Linked DNA regions of Mus musculus: region 2 is linked to region 1. The links are chromatin contacts, called in public Hi-C maps. All regions are on one chromosome and are shown on one strand. Each heading gives the region's core, a stretch centred on a gene start, on an enhancer-like site or on the middle of the called end of the contact. The rest is flanking DNA. Distances are from core to core; before and after follow the strand shown.

Evidence for each region. Hi-C and Micro-C count contacts between places; a contact is called where the count stands out from the background.
Region 2: a contact with region 1 is called in a Hi-C map of liver, with 2.4 times the contacts expected there. The contact joins the enhancer-like site here to the promoter of Cmah in region 1. A contact is called at or near these places in 2 of 39 promoter capture datasets (both in liver), 9 of 484 Hi-C or Micro-C datasets (CD4 T cells, liver and myocytes), 8 of 115 datasets of contacts at active chromatin or transcription factors (CD8 T cells, the HPC-7 cell line, effector CD8 T cells and 5 more) and 3 of 9 other capture datasets (adipose tissue, liver and pancreatic islet).

What each region holds. Positions count from the first base shown.
Region 1 is chr13:24,324,566-24,331,672 of GRCm38.p6, reverse strand. It overlaps Cmah (cytidine monophospho-N-acetylneuraminic acid hydroxylase), which reads right to left and starts at 4,269. Exons shown (of 17, transcript NM_001111110.2): 1 at 4,185-4,269.
Region 2 is chr13:24,361,029-24,367,645 of GRCm38.p6, reverse strand. All of the region lies in intron 1 of Cmah (cytidine monophospho-N-acetylneuraminic acid hydroxylase), which reads right to left. The region is part of intron 2 of Gm11342 (predicted gene 11342); the gene reads left to right. Among named protein-coding and RNA genes, the nearest start is that of Gm11342, 12 kb to the left of the region's middle. Within about 2 kb of position 2,190, at least 3 of the 459 cell types and tissues checked have an H3K27ac peak or open chromatin away from gene starts, as enhancers often do. A contact at or near this core is called in hepatocytes and liver, where this site is marked.

The DNA of each region.
Region 1 (7,107 bases), core at 3,020-5,519:
TACACAGTCAGTTGAAGCTCAGTCTAGGCTACAAGGAATCATTGCAAGAAACCCAAAACCCAGCAGACACGGACGAAGGGCTCCCTCTCAGAAAACCAGCCTGGGACTACAACACGGGAGAAGGTAGGGATTGTCTCTGAGTTTATCGGCAGTCTCTGATGGCGGGTCTCAGGGCCACTGCTAAGCTACCCACCAATTTGGCTGAGGTTTATGATGTCAGGCAGAGAGATAATGAGAACCCTGCAGAGTTTCCTGAGAGGATTATGGATGCTTTCCGCTGTTACACACACTTAGATCCTGAAGATTTGGCAAACACAAATACAGTGGTGCTACATTCATAAACCAATCGTCACCGGACATAAGAAGGAAGTTACAGAAACTACAGAGATTATGAGAAAAGTCATTGAGAGATTTAGTGGGAGTGGCAGAGGAAGTGTACCATAACAGGAAAACTAAAGATGAGGAAAAGGCCAACCCAGGGAAGATGTTAAGCAGAGATATAGCAAAAATCCTGCTAGCCCTTGGTAATTCAGACCAGAAATAGACGAGGCGCCAGCTCCAGAACATTGCAGAAGGGAGGGAGCCAAAAGAAAGCTGCCAGCCAGAACCCAGAGAGAGCCTTGGGTAAGGATCAGTGTGCTTACTGTAAAGAGGAAGGACACTGGGCCAGAGAGTGCCCAAAGAAAAAGCTTAAAAACAAGATCATGGTCACTGAAGAAGACTTGAGGGGGATCAGGCTCAGACCCCCTCCCCAAGCCCATGGTAACCCTCAGAGTTGGGGTAGAGCCTCTGAGCTTCCTGGTGGATACTGGAGCCCAACATTCGGTGCTCATAAAGGCTGAAGGGCCTTTGTCTAGTAAAAAATCCTGGGCCCAGGGAGCCACAGGCGCCAAGCAAATTCATGGACTACTCAAAGGACTTGGGAACTGGACAAGTGTCCCACTCCTTTTAGTGATCCCTGAATGCCCATAACCCTTGTTGAGGAGAAATTTACTAACAAAAATGAGAGCTCAGATTCATTTTGACCCTGGGAAAGTCTGGCTAACAGACTGGAAAGGAAATCCAATACAGGTGCTGACACTTAACCTGGTCTCTGAGGCTGAATATAGACTGTATGAATCACCAGCCAGCCCCAAACAAGACCTAGATGTCTGGCTGGAAACATTTCCCCGGGCATGGGCAGAGACCAGAGGAATGGGACTTGCAAAACATCGACCTCCTGTATTTGTAGAGCTCAATCCAGGAGCAGATCCAGAGAGAGTCTGCCAATATTCCATGTCCCAAGAGGCACTGAAGGGGATCAATCCCCATATCTGGAAACTGCTGGCTGTGAGAGTCCTGAGGCCATGAGAGTTGACCGGGAACACTCCATTATTGCCTGTGAAAAAGGCAAAGTCCAATGACTACTGCCCTGTCCAAGATCTGTGAAAAGTTAACTGCAGAGTAATGGACATACATCCCACAGTGCCTTACCCCTTATACCCTGTTGAGCTCTCTACCTCCAGATCAGAAATGGCATTCTGTCCTGAACTTAAAGGACGTTTTCTTCAGCATACCCTTGGCCCCCAAGAGCCAGGAGTATTTTGCCTTTGAGTGGCATGATCCTGAGAAGAGCATTAATGGACAACTTACCTGGACTCGCCTGCCTCAAGGTTATGAGAACTCCCCCACTATGTTTGATGAAGCTCTGCATGAGGACCTGAGTGAGCACAGAGTTAATAGCCCAGATATAACTCTTGTTCAGTATGCAGATGACCTTGTTGCAGCAGAAACTGGAGAAAGATGCAAGAAAGGGACCCCAAATCACGTACATACAGGCTCTGGGGGACGTGGGATATCTGGTGTTGGCCAAAAGGCACAGCTCTGTAAAATCGAGGTTACTTAGCTCGGCTACATTCTGAAGGAGAGCCAACAGTGGCTTTCTTCAACAAGAAAAGCGACTGTTCTCAGCATACCCACCCTCCAGAGTCCAAGACAGGTCAGAGAGTTCTTGGGTTCCGCAGGCTTTTTCAGACTATGGATTCCAGGTTTCACTGAAATAGCCAAACCTTTATATGAGGCCACCAGAGAGACCAAAGACTTTGTTTGGACTCAAGATCATCAAAAGACCTTTGATAAAATAAAGCAGAACCTACTGTTAGCTCCTGCTTTGGGGCTTCCAGATGGTTCCAGACATAACAAAACCATTTCATCTGTACATCAACGAGCAGAAGTAAATAGCCAAAGGGGTCCCGACTCAAACTCTGGGACCATGGAAACAGTCTATGGCCTATCTATCAAAGAAATTAGACCCAGTGGCAGCAGGATGGCCACCCTGACTGTGCAACGTTGTGGCTGCGGCATTACTGGTTAAAGATGCAGATATAGGAAAGAATATAACTGTGGCTACCCCCCCCCATGCAATCGAAGGGGTGCTCAAACAGCCACCAGACAGGTGGCTCAGTAATGCCTGCATGACTCACTATCAGACCCTACTAATCAATCCTGGCCAAGTTACTTTCCACTCGCCTGCTTCCTTAAATCCCACAGCTCTCCTTCCTTACCCGGACTTGGATCAGCTGCTCCACCAATACAGTGAAACCTTGGCACAAGCATACAGTACTCGACCGGACCTAAAAGGCTCGCATTTGACAGGGGCAGAGCAGACTTGATTCATGAACAGAAGCAGTTTCATTCGAGAGGGACAGAGGAAGGCAGGAGCTGCAGTGACCACAGAAACAGAGGTAATTTGGGCCCAGTCTCTCCCCGCAGATGCCTTAGCTCCTAGGGCTGAACTGATGCTATCCCAGGCCCTCATCATGGGAAAAAGGCTAGCCATCAACATCTACACCGATAGCCGGTATGCGTTGGCCCATATACATGAAGCCATATACCAGGAGAGAGGGATCCTAACTGCAGAAGGAAAAACTATCAAAAACAAAGATGGGATCCTACAGTTCCTTGAAGCCCTCTGGCTGCCAATGAGAATGGCAATCATACATTGTCCAGGCCATCAAAAAGGAACCACGGCAGTCACCAGAGGTAAGAACTTGGCTCACAGAGCTGCCAAAGAGGCAGCCTTAGAGGAAACAGCTGCCTCCGTGTTAGCTGCAACTTTACCAGAACCACCCGACCCCAACCTACAGGAATGCCCAGCCTACACGGAGGAGGAGGTCAAATGAGCCAAGAGTCAGCCCATGAACCAGTGTTCAGAGGGCTGGTGGCAGATGGCTGAAGGTAAGCTAATATTACCTGCCCCCCTAGCAAGGTCTATCCTCAAAAAAATCCACAGAATCACTCACATGGGAGTGAAACGGATGGCAGATACAGTGAGACAATCTAAAGTGATTTTCAGAAAAATGCAGCGTACTGTCGAAGATGTAATATCAAGCTGCAGAGCTTGCCAATTGACCAACACCCACAGCACTGCCAAACATTCTGGCTTATGTCTGTGAGGATAGAGACCAGGGGACCTACTGGGAAGTTGATTTTACAGAAATCAAACCAGGAAAGTACAGCTACAGGGACTTACTAGTGTTCGTGGATAGCTTCTCTGGGTGGACAGAAGCCTTTCCAACAAAGACTGAGACTGCAAAGGCAGTGGCTAAGAAGTTGCTGGAAGATATCCTACCGAGGTATGGATTCCCTCATATGACAGGGTCAGACAATGGGACAGCATTTGTGTCCAAAGTAAGCCAGGATGTAGCGAGATATATTGGGACAGATAGGAAGTTACATTGTGCACAGGCCCCAAAGTTCAGGACACGTAGAAAGAATGAATCAGACACTTCAGGAGACCTTGACTAAATTAGCCCTAGAGTCTGCCATAGACTAGGTGACACTCCTTCCCTTTGTGCTTACCAGTTAGGACTAACTCCTTTTGAAATCATGTATGGTGTCCCTGCCCCTATTGTCCCTAACCTTCAGTCAGTAGCCATTGCAGAATTAGAAGGTTATGAAATTCATAACGAAGGTCAGAGCAACTCAATGGGTTCACGAGCAGGGTTGGTCTAAACTGTGTGCCCTCTATGAAGCAGGCCCCAGTTCCAGAGCCCCATAAGTTTCAACCTGGAGACTAGGTCTACGTGAGGCAGTTTTGCCAGAAAGCGCTGGAGCCTTGTTAGAAGAGACCCTACATTATCCTGCTAACAATTTTAACAGCTGTAAAGGTGGACTGTATCACTACTTGGATACACTGCACTCACCTGCTGATCTGTTCTCTCCAGAAGAAGATCGCTAGACTTCACAGCTGCCACTGCCAGAATGGAGGGTCCAAAAGGGCACTCATCCCTTCAAGTTAAAATTAACTCTGTCCTAAGCTTGCTGTTTTTACTGGCTTCATGCACTGCTGTTCCTAGCCCATGTCTCCATTCAGAGATCAAAAACTCACACCAGCCTTATGACTTGACTTGGACAGTTGAGAATCCTGAAACGGGTTACCGGGCCCAACCTCCTAATACAAAAAAGTCACTTGGGACCCGGTGGTTTCCAGATTTAACCTTTGATCTGTGCCAGCTGGCTGATAACTCATGGCCTGACACCTAACAGACTTTATGGCATTCATATCCACCATGTCGGTGAAGAACTTTATATATGTCCAGGACAGAAAAGGACTATTACATGTGGGGGTCCAGAACAATTTTACTGTACTTCCTGGGGGGTGTGAGACATCAGTTAGAGGGCTAAAAAACCTGGGGAGTGTCGAAGGAAGACCTTATCACAGTTGGCAGGAAGGGGAGCAGGTCTGAAGTTTTACTGAGGTTTACAGACAAAGGGAAACAGGGAAGGGTTGGGAAGCTGAGAGGTCCTGGGGCCTCTGACTCCATGTCAATGACTCCATGTCATTGGAGGGATTAGTCCAGGCCTCCTCTTCACCATCAAACTTGTGGTAAAACCAATTGTGAACCCCCTGCGGGTGGCTGTAGGACCAAATCGGATTTTGGCAAACCCTAAACCAAGAGGTCTTGCCCCGAAAAAACCTGCGCCAAAGCCCGTCCTTGGACTGCTGCCCCCTCCCCAAGTCCTCCCCCAGCAGGGGTCCCCAGCCCCAGGATCTTTTTTGAATCGCACAGAGCTGGTAGATCTGCTCTGGTCAATGATGCTAAAAACCTTTCAGATTTTGAACGGCTCCCGGCCAGAGCTAACCACCTCCTGCTGGCTGTGCTCTAATGCCAGACCCCCTTTTTATGAAGGTGTTGGATTTATATCTAGATATAATAAGTCTGAGAGAGACACTGCATGCAGATGGTCCCAAGAGGTCCAGCCTTAATCCTGCAGACCACCATATCAAGACAGGGGACCTGCCTGGGGAACATTCCCTTGTCACATCAGCACCTTTGTAACCAAAAAACCCCCATGGTTCATTCAAACTGGGTTATTCCTACCCACCCACCCACCCCTGAACAGGCTTGGTGGGACTGTTCAACAGGGTTGACTCCATGTGTGCACGGAGAGGTCCTTAATTCCCCTACTGCAAAAGAGTTCTGTATTGTAGTTCAGTTGGTGCCACGCATAACCTATTATTCAGAAAAAATAGTGCCAAAGAACCTAATAGGGCATGTTGGGGGAGACCTCATGAGACAGAAGAGAGAACCTATTTCCCTAACTTTGGCTGTAATTCTGGGAGCAGGGCTAGCTCCGGGATAGCAGCCCTAACGTTGCAAGAGAAGAACTACAACAGCCTTAAATTAGATATAGATCAAGACATCCAATACTTAGAAAAATCCATCGCATACCTAGAGCGAAATGTAGATTCTCTGGCTGAGGCAGTTCTTCAGAACAGACGAGGGTTAGACTTTGCTCCTGCAGCAGGGAGGCTTGTGTGCGGCTCTATGAGAAGAATGTTGCTTTTAGGTAAATCACTCTGGAATAATCAGAGAATTACTAGCTAAGGTTAGAGAAAGCATAGAGAGGCGCCAAAAAAGAACGAGAAAACTCCAAAAGCTGGTATCATTCACTATTTAATACTTCCCCATGGTTAACTACCCTCATTTCTACAATTACAGGGCCCCTGATAAGTCTTCTGTTACTGCTCACATTCGGGCCATGCATAATCAATAAGCTTTTGCTGTATATAAAGCAGAGATTAGGGAGTATTCAATTGATGGTGATGAGATCCCAGTACCAACCAGCTAGCACAGATGATTTAAGCCTATAAAGAGTCCAAGATTGGCCTCTGGAGTCACCAAAAAAAGGGGGGAATAGTTGTAACCCCCAAATTACTGATAACATGAACACAAGATAGCTGCTTCTTCTCCCAACAATAGTATCCTTACTGAGAACAAACAGAAGCTCTACTGGGGACATCTACTACCAAACTCATGCTAAGTAAGGTTCCCTTCTAGGTTCTGTGATGCAGCCATGAATCTAGCTACTTCTACCCTGTTGCAGATACTGCACTCACTAAAAGAAGCATGACATTGAGACTCAAGAAGGCAGTAAGAAGCAAGACCATCTTGCCAGATGGGCAGTGACCGTTTTCTGATGCATGGGTCCCCCATCTGACTCAAGAAATTAGCCTGATATTTTCTGCAGGGTGAAGTTCTTTCCATGTAACAGTCACAACTTTGTTAGGCACAACCCAGGCCTCTAATCCTAACACTTGGGAGGTTCCCACAAGAAGATGGCTGTGATCTAGGCCAGCCTGGCTACACAGGGAGACCCTGTCTCTAAAGAGTAGTCATAGAAATGATAGTAATGAGACTGGAGTGGAGGCAAAGCTCTGGCAAAGCTCTGGTTTGGAAGATAGGAAATACATGCAGCAATGGGAAGTCCTTTCCAGAACATATTTTATCTATTAGCATAATGGGTGAAATTCACACTGAGCCCAGTCCTCTTGTCTTGTTACCTTCCTTTGCTTGTGTGTCCAGGTTTCCAGCAGCAGCAATCTCAGCCCCTCCACATAAGCTGGGCATCCTTAGAACCACAACAACAGGAACAATGGCAACCAAAGCTCAGAGCACAGAGCCAAGAAATAGCAGAGACAGTAAACACAACCCACTCTCTGCAGCTCCAACAGAGCCTGCCCTTTCATTGTCTCCAGTCGGACCTTTAACCACCAGGATCCTCAAGGTGCATCAGAATTTTCTGATGTTTGCGTCTTATCTATAGATTCTTAGTGTGTCAAAA
Region 2 (6,617 bases), core at 941-3,440, 38 kb before region 1:
TCTAGCTTTTAAAATCTTTCCACCCTCTCTTGTAAGATGTTCCCTAAGCCTTGAATGGAGGAGTTCTGTTATCCATATTCATACTTCTGTCTCTCCATATGATAATAGCTCAAGCACAGTATTGCTGGGCTCCTAGTTGACATATAATCAATACGTAGAAAGAACAATTGTTGTGGCCACAATCACCCTTCTATCACTAGGCTGGTTACATATTAGTTGCATCCTAAATGCTTCCTATGTTATAAAAAGGAGCCTATACCATTGCATGGCCTCTCACATTGGCTAAATTGAGGGAGGAATGACTTTCTGGCCAGAACAACCTATATTAAGCCATGGATTGAAAAAAGCAATGAGGGTTCTGTGATGGTGAGTCTTCACTGTCTACTCGAATGGGTCTAGAATCATCTAGGAGACGGAGGCATAATTCTGTTTGTCTGTGAAAGAGTTTGAGACAGGATTTACTGAAGAGGAAAGAGTCACCCTGAACAAGGGTGGCACCATCTGCACAAGCTTTGGACTTGTGTGGTATATTAGTTAGCGTTCGCTATGGGAGCAGGATTTATAGAATGAAAATATGTATTATGGAAATATAAAAATATAAATTGTGATGGTTTGTATATGCTTGGCCCGGGAAGTGTCAGTATTAAGAGATCTGGCCTTGTTGGAGTAGGTGTGTCATATGTTACTGTGGGTATGGGCTTAAAACCCTCACTTTAGCTGTTTGGAAGTCTGTATTCTGCTAGCAGCCTTCAGATGAAGACATAGAACTCTCAGCTCTTCCTGCACCATGCCTGCCTAGATGCTGCCATGCTCCTACCTTGATGATAATGGAGTGAACCTCTGAACCTGTAAGCCAGCTCCAATTAAATGTTGTCCTTTATAAGATTTGCCTTGGTCACAGTGTCTGTCCACAGCAGTAAAGCCCTAACTAAGACATAAATATATATGTATTTACATATAGGGGGTATGATACATATTATATAGAGAGTTTATTAGAATGATTTACAGGCTGTAATCCAGCTGGTTCAATGATGGCTGACTACCTATAAAAGGTCCAAGAATCTAGTAGTTGTTCACTCCACAGGCTGGATGTCTCACTTGTCTTCATTATATGCTAGAGTCCTGAAGAAGTAGTCTCTAATACCAGTAAGGAATGGACTTGCTAGGGAGATCAAGAACAAACATGTAAGAAGAGTAAACTTCCTTCTTCCATGTTCTTTATATAGGCTGCCAACAGAAGTCATGGCCCTGATTAGAGGTGGGTGCGCCCCCCCCCCCATCTTAAAAGATCTGGATAAAGGACATGTCTTCCCAGTGGTATGTAATAGTGCACTCCTGTAATCCCAGCACTCAGAAGGCAGATGGATCTCTGAGTTCAAGGCTGGCCTAGTCTACAAAGCAAGTTCTAGTACCTACATAGTGAAACCCTATCTCAAAAACAAACAAAAAGAAGTGGATCTTCCCACTTCAAAAGCAAAACATTCCTCACAAGTATGCCTATGCGTTTTGGGGGGTTAGTTAATTCCAGGTGTAATCAAGTTAACAACCAAGAATAGCCATCCCAGGTGGAAAAGGAGAAGAAAAGGAAACGTGAGCAATGAATGAATGAATAAAAAAGGAAAGGACATATCTGCTCCTAGGTATAGTGGAGGAGAAGGTTTATTGTAGGTAAAAGGGAGCGCATAGGCAGAGGGAGAGTCCAGAGTGAACATGGCCCTACAGAGCGGGGCCATGTAAGGAGAGACAGGGAGGGAGAACAAGAGAGGAGCTGCCGACCAAGAGCATGGCCTGGGCCAAGACACCGGCCAAGAGATGAGGAGGGTAAAGGGTAGATAGAAAGTGCCAGGAAACAAAAATAGTTGGATTATATAGAAAAGTTCATCTGGGGACAGGGCAGCCCTGCCCCTGGGCTGAAGAAGTTTAGAGCAGAGTGCAGGGTATGCCAGGCAGAAGGATCCCGTAGCATGTAGGGACTGAGGAAGGCTGGGAGAACCTGGTGCCAGGTCTACTTTGATAAGTTAAATAGGCAGCTCAGCCACTTATTAGGTTAGAGACCTAATGAGCACAAGCATTCATCTTGTTGTAGGGATGACACCTCCACAAGGTGAATAAGCACCTCGATAGCACTGAGAATGGAAGTGAGACGTCACCAGTGAACAAAAGCAAGGACAGTTAGCAGGTTGTTAAATAACATTTTGTTATTTCTTCCAGGGCATTCTGTTCCAGGTAGCAAGTGGAGTTGTGCTTGGCGAATAGGCAGTACAGGTGATGTAATAAGTCCATCAATAAATCAGTATCTAATAATCAGGGTTTGTGTATTTCAGTCTACTTCGATCTGTTTTTTTTGTTTCCTCGCCCAGCCCCAGCTTTGATCTGCATCTACCTTCATGACAATACATTATTTCTTCAAGTTGTGAGCGCCAATAAGCCCTTCTTTCCTTGGCCAGCTTCTTGTCAGGTATTTGGACATAACAGAAGAAAAGTAGCAAAGACCAGGCCTTTATAGTAAAGACTGACTATAAACTGGGTCGCCTGTTCTCTACTCTAGCTTCCAGGAAGAAAACTGAGTGAAAGTTCTGTCTTCTAAAACCAGGGGGTTTTTTTGTTTGTTTTTTGTTTAATTTTCCTATAATTTTGTAAATTGTCTTCCTTTTTTTTTTTAAATCTTTTTGTTATCTTTTGCTTTTTCTTGGGGCCCAGAGTGTGAAAGCTTAAATGTGAGGGTCTAAGAAGGTATTTTAAGGTGTATAGATATAAAAAAAAATTAGAACTTGTTCAAATTTCTTCCCTTTCTATGCTACTGGTATTCTAAGACTTCAAAAGTTCATAGTTTTAACATTAATCAGTGGAGTTCTGATAAGCTATTAATCTAGTCCTGGGAAAATACTACTAATATTATCACAGTCACAAGCTCGAGATTTTAAATATACTTTGGTTGTCTCCTAAATATAGACTTTTAAAAAATTCTCATTGTGCAAAAAATAAAATAAAAAATCTCTCTATATCCAATCTATATGCCAGGCCTTTAAAAAGAGTGTTAATGCTTTTAATCTAAAATCATGTTTGCATCCCTAAGCTTTTACTTGGACTCAAAGACATGAGTCTACTGCTTTTTATACAGTGCAGATTTCAGTACAGATTGTAAACAGTAGTAATGCTAATATATCTTAAACTTTTGTCTCTTTTCATAAATTTGAAAAATTATTGTATGCTTCAGGGAGTGAGCAGGTCCTCTGACAGGTCAAAGGGGCTCCAGAGAAGTACCCCTGTCAACCAATAGCCTATTTCCCCACCTCCCTATTCCTGAATGTAGGATCTTTCCCCTGGTCTTGGGACTACCCTCCCCCAACTATCGGCTTTCAAGTGTACACCCAAGATAAAATTTTCCCCTACACGGCTTCACTTTACCTTCTGTCTCTGGTCTATCTGTCCCAGCAGATGTCAAATCAACTGCAGACTGCTCCAGCAAGTTTCCAGCTCCCAGTGTCCCCTCAAAATCTGCATCCCAGACACCTTCAAAGTGACTAGTCTCACCCATCCCACCTCACACACTACTCCAACCTGACAACATCTTTCTAGCCCCAGTTGGTCCTCCACAGCCTGGACTGTGGGTGAAACAACCTGCTCTTCCCAGAATGGGCCAGCATTCCAGCTTCCTTGGAGCCCAAAAAATGATTCCCAGTGTCAGCAGGAAGTAGTCCTAGAAGATTATATGTTGCCCCTTATCATTTATTTATTATCAACAAAAAGGCTGGGATGTTAGGTTTCAAACCTGGGACAAATAGTGGTGTGCCTATTTAACACATCAAAGTGGACCTGGCAGCCAGGTTCTCCCAGGATCCTCAATTTTTACCCTACAGGGTCCTCCTGGTTTGCCTACCCTGAACTCTGCAGCCTAGGAAGCTGCATGTATATAATAAGAGCTACCCTTCCCTATTATAATCCAGCCACTTTTGTTACCCCTCTTCTTTTGGGCCTCTCTGGCTGCTTCACCTGCCCCCCCACCCATGACTCAGGGTCACATTCACTCTGGACTCTCTCAGATATGTCTGCCTCCGACTATGTCTTCTTTTTTATCTATAGCAAACTTTCTTTTCCATCATCCCTAAAGGCAATCATGTCCTTTCCTCCTTTTCTTTTTTTTCATTTTTCATTAACTATCCAACATTGATTACTATTTCACTGTGACCCATTTGACTGAGCAGTGACGTAGAACTTCAGGGTGAACTGTTTGATTGCACAGATGACTTAGAGGCTGTGAGAATTGTTAACCATTGCTGTATTACATGTCAGATGTGACACTCTTTTGTTTCAGTGACTCTCGGTTCAAGGCTGCTTTATTTTCACGTTTTTCAATATGTTTATTTGCTTTAAGGGATTGAGTTTTTGTGATCTTCATAGCTTTTTGAACACATAAGTAAAAAATACTCCCCTAAAGTTTCATATACTATAAAAGATAACATAAATACTATTACATAACAAACTAACATAAACATAGATAACTATAAAAATAAATAAAAAATAACAAATACATACAGTTGCACACACACATACTAATAAATATAAAATAAATCTTTTCTTAAAAGATCAGGATCCACTGCAGTGACTTGAGGTACCAGGGAGGATTGGTACCCAGGGGGAACCTCTCCCTTCTCAGAGGAGAAGGGGAGGGAGGGATGGAGGAAGAGCCAAGTGATAGGGACTGGTAGGGGATGCTGCAATTGGGATGTGCAGTGAATAAATAAGCAAATTAATGGGAAAAAAGATCAGGATCCAAATGGGCTCATCACACTGCATTTGGTTGACAGATCTCACAATTGTTTTTACTAACAGCCTCCCTTCTTTTTCCCATTTAACTTATTTGTAGATAAAAGCAAATTGTTTGGACATTGGCATTTTCTGCCGCCTGGATTCTGTGGATTTCAGCTGTGTGGTAGGACAAGTCCCTCTTCCTTCTTAGGCCCAATTAAGTTGAAGCTCAATTTTCACATGGTGCACTTTGCTTTTACTTCAAGGATGCCTTGATTTGTAGTCCCTCTTTTCCTGTTCACCACTGTAATTCATTATGTCACCGAGGACTTGCAAAATGGTAAAATTCTAACTTTTAAAATATATTGACTTGTACCCTCTTGTAGAGAACTGGTGGATACTACTGGGAAAGGCAGTTATACAGTTTATGACTTGAGGCTAGCTACATGATTTTTGTTTTATTGCCTTTTTCAAAACAATGATTTGATTTTCTAGAATTCTCTAATTTCATTTAGTTTCATTATGGTTGAGTCAAACATGTCTACTGCCCTTGAAGGCCCTTCATGTTTTTCTTGGGTTAATTCTCAAGCTATCCCATCTTGCCATCTTGAACCCGTGGGAAACTTTCTGTACTGGCTAGTTTTGTGCCAACTTGACACAGCTGGAGTTATCACAGAAAAGGGAGCTTCAGTTGAGGAAATGCCTCCATGAGCTACAACTGTAAGGCATTTTCTCAATTAGTGATCAAGGGGGAAAGGCTCCTTGTGGGTGGGAGCATCTCTGGGCTGGTAATCTTGGTTTTATAAGAGAGCTGGCTGAGCAAGCCAGGGGAAGCAAGCCAGTAAGGAACATCCCTCCATGGCCTCTGCATCAGCTCCTGCTTCCTGACCTGCTTGAGTTCCAGTCCTGACTTCCTTAGTGATGAACAGCAGTATAGAAATGTAAAACCCTTTCCTCCCCAACTTGCTTCTTGGTCATCATGTTTGTGCAGGAATAGAAACCGTGACTAAGACACTTTCCTTAAAAAAAAAAAAAAGATTTATTTATTTATTTTATGTGTATGAGTACACTATAACTACAAATGGTTGTGAGTCATCATGTGGCTACTGAGAATTGAACTCAGGACCTCTGCTCACTTTGGCTCAAAGATTTATTTATTACTATGTGTAAGTACACTGTTGCTATCTTTAGACACACCAAAAGGTGTCAGATCTCATTACAAATGGTTGTGAGCCACCACGTGGTTGCTGGGATTTGAACTCAGGACCTTTGGAAGAGCAGCCAGTGCTCTTACCCACTGAGCCATCTCACCAGCCCAAAACTTTCCTTTTTAAATCAACAAATATAGTTGTATATATTCAGAGTGTCCAACATGCAGGCTTGACATGTGTTTACATTATAGAGTCTCTGTAATGGATTATGATGGTGGAGGTGGTGGAGGTGGTGATGGTGATGGTGGTGGTGGTGATGGTGGTGGTGGTGATGGTGGTGGTGATGGTGGTGGTGGTGGTGGTGGTGGTGGTGTTGGTGGTGGTGATGATGATGATGGGAGACCCATAGGTTTCAGCAACAAGGTATCACCTTGCAAGCAGAGACTTGGCTCTGACCAGACAGCAGTTTGATCCTATTTCTGGAACTATAGAAATGAAATTCTGGGTTTTTTATTAATAAATTACCCAGTATTAGACTTTCTAATAACATCACAAAAATGAAATCCATCCGGAAATGGATCTCATGTAATATATATAAGATCATGCGATATTTATCTTTCTGTAGAAATCTGGTTTATTTCACTCAACAGTATTCTCCAGGGCCAAATGACAGAATTTCTTTTGCTTAAAATGCTGAATAGTAATGCCATAGTGTAT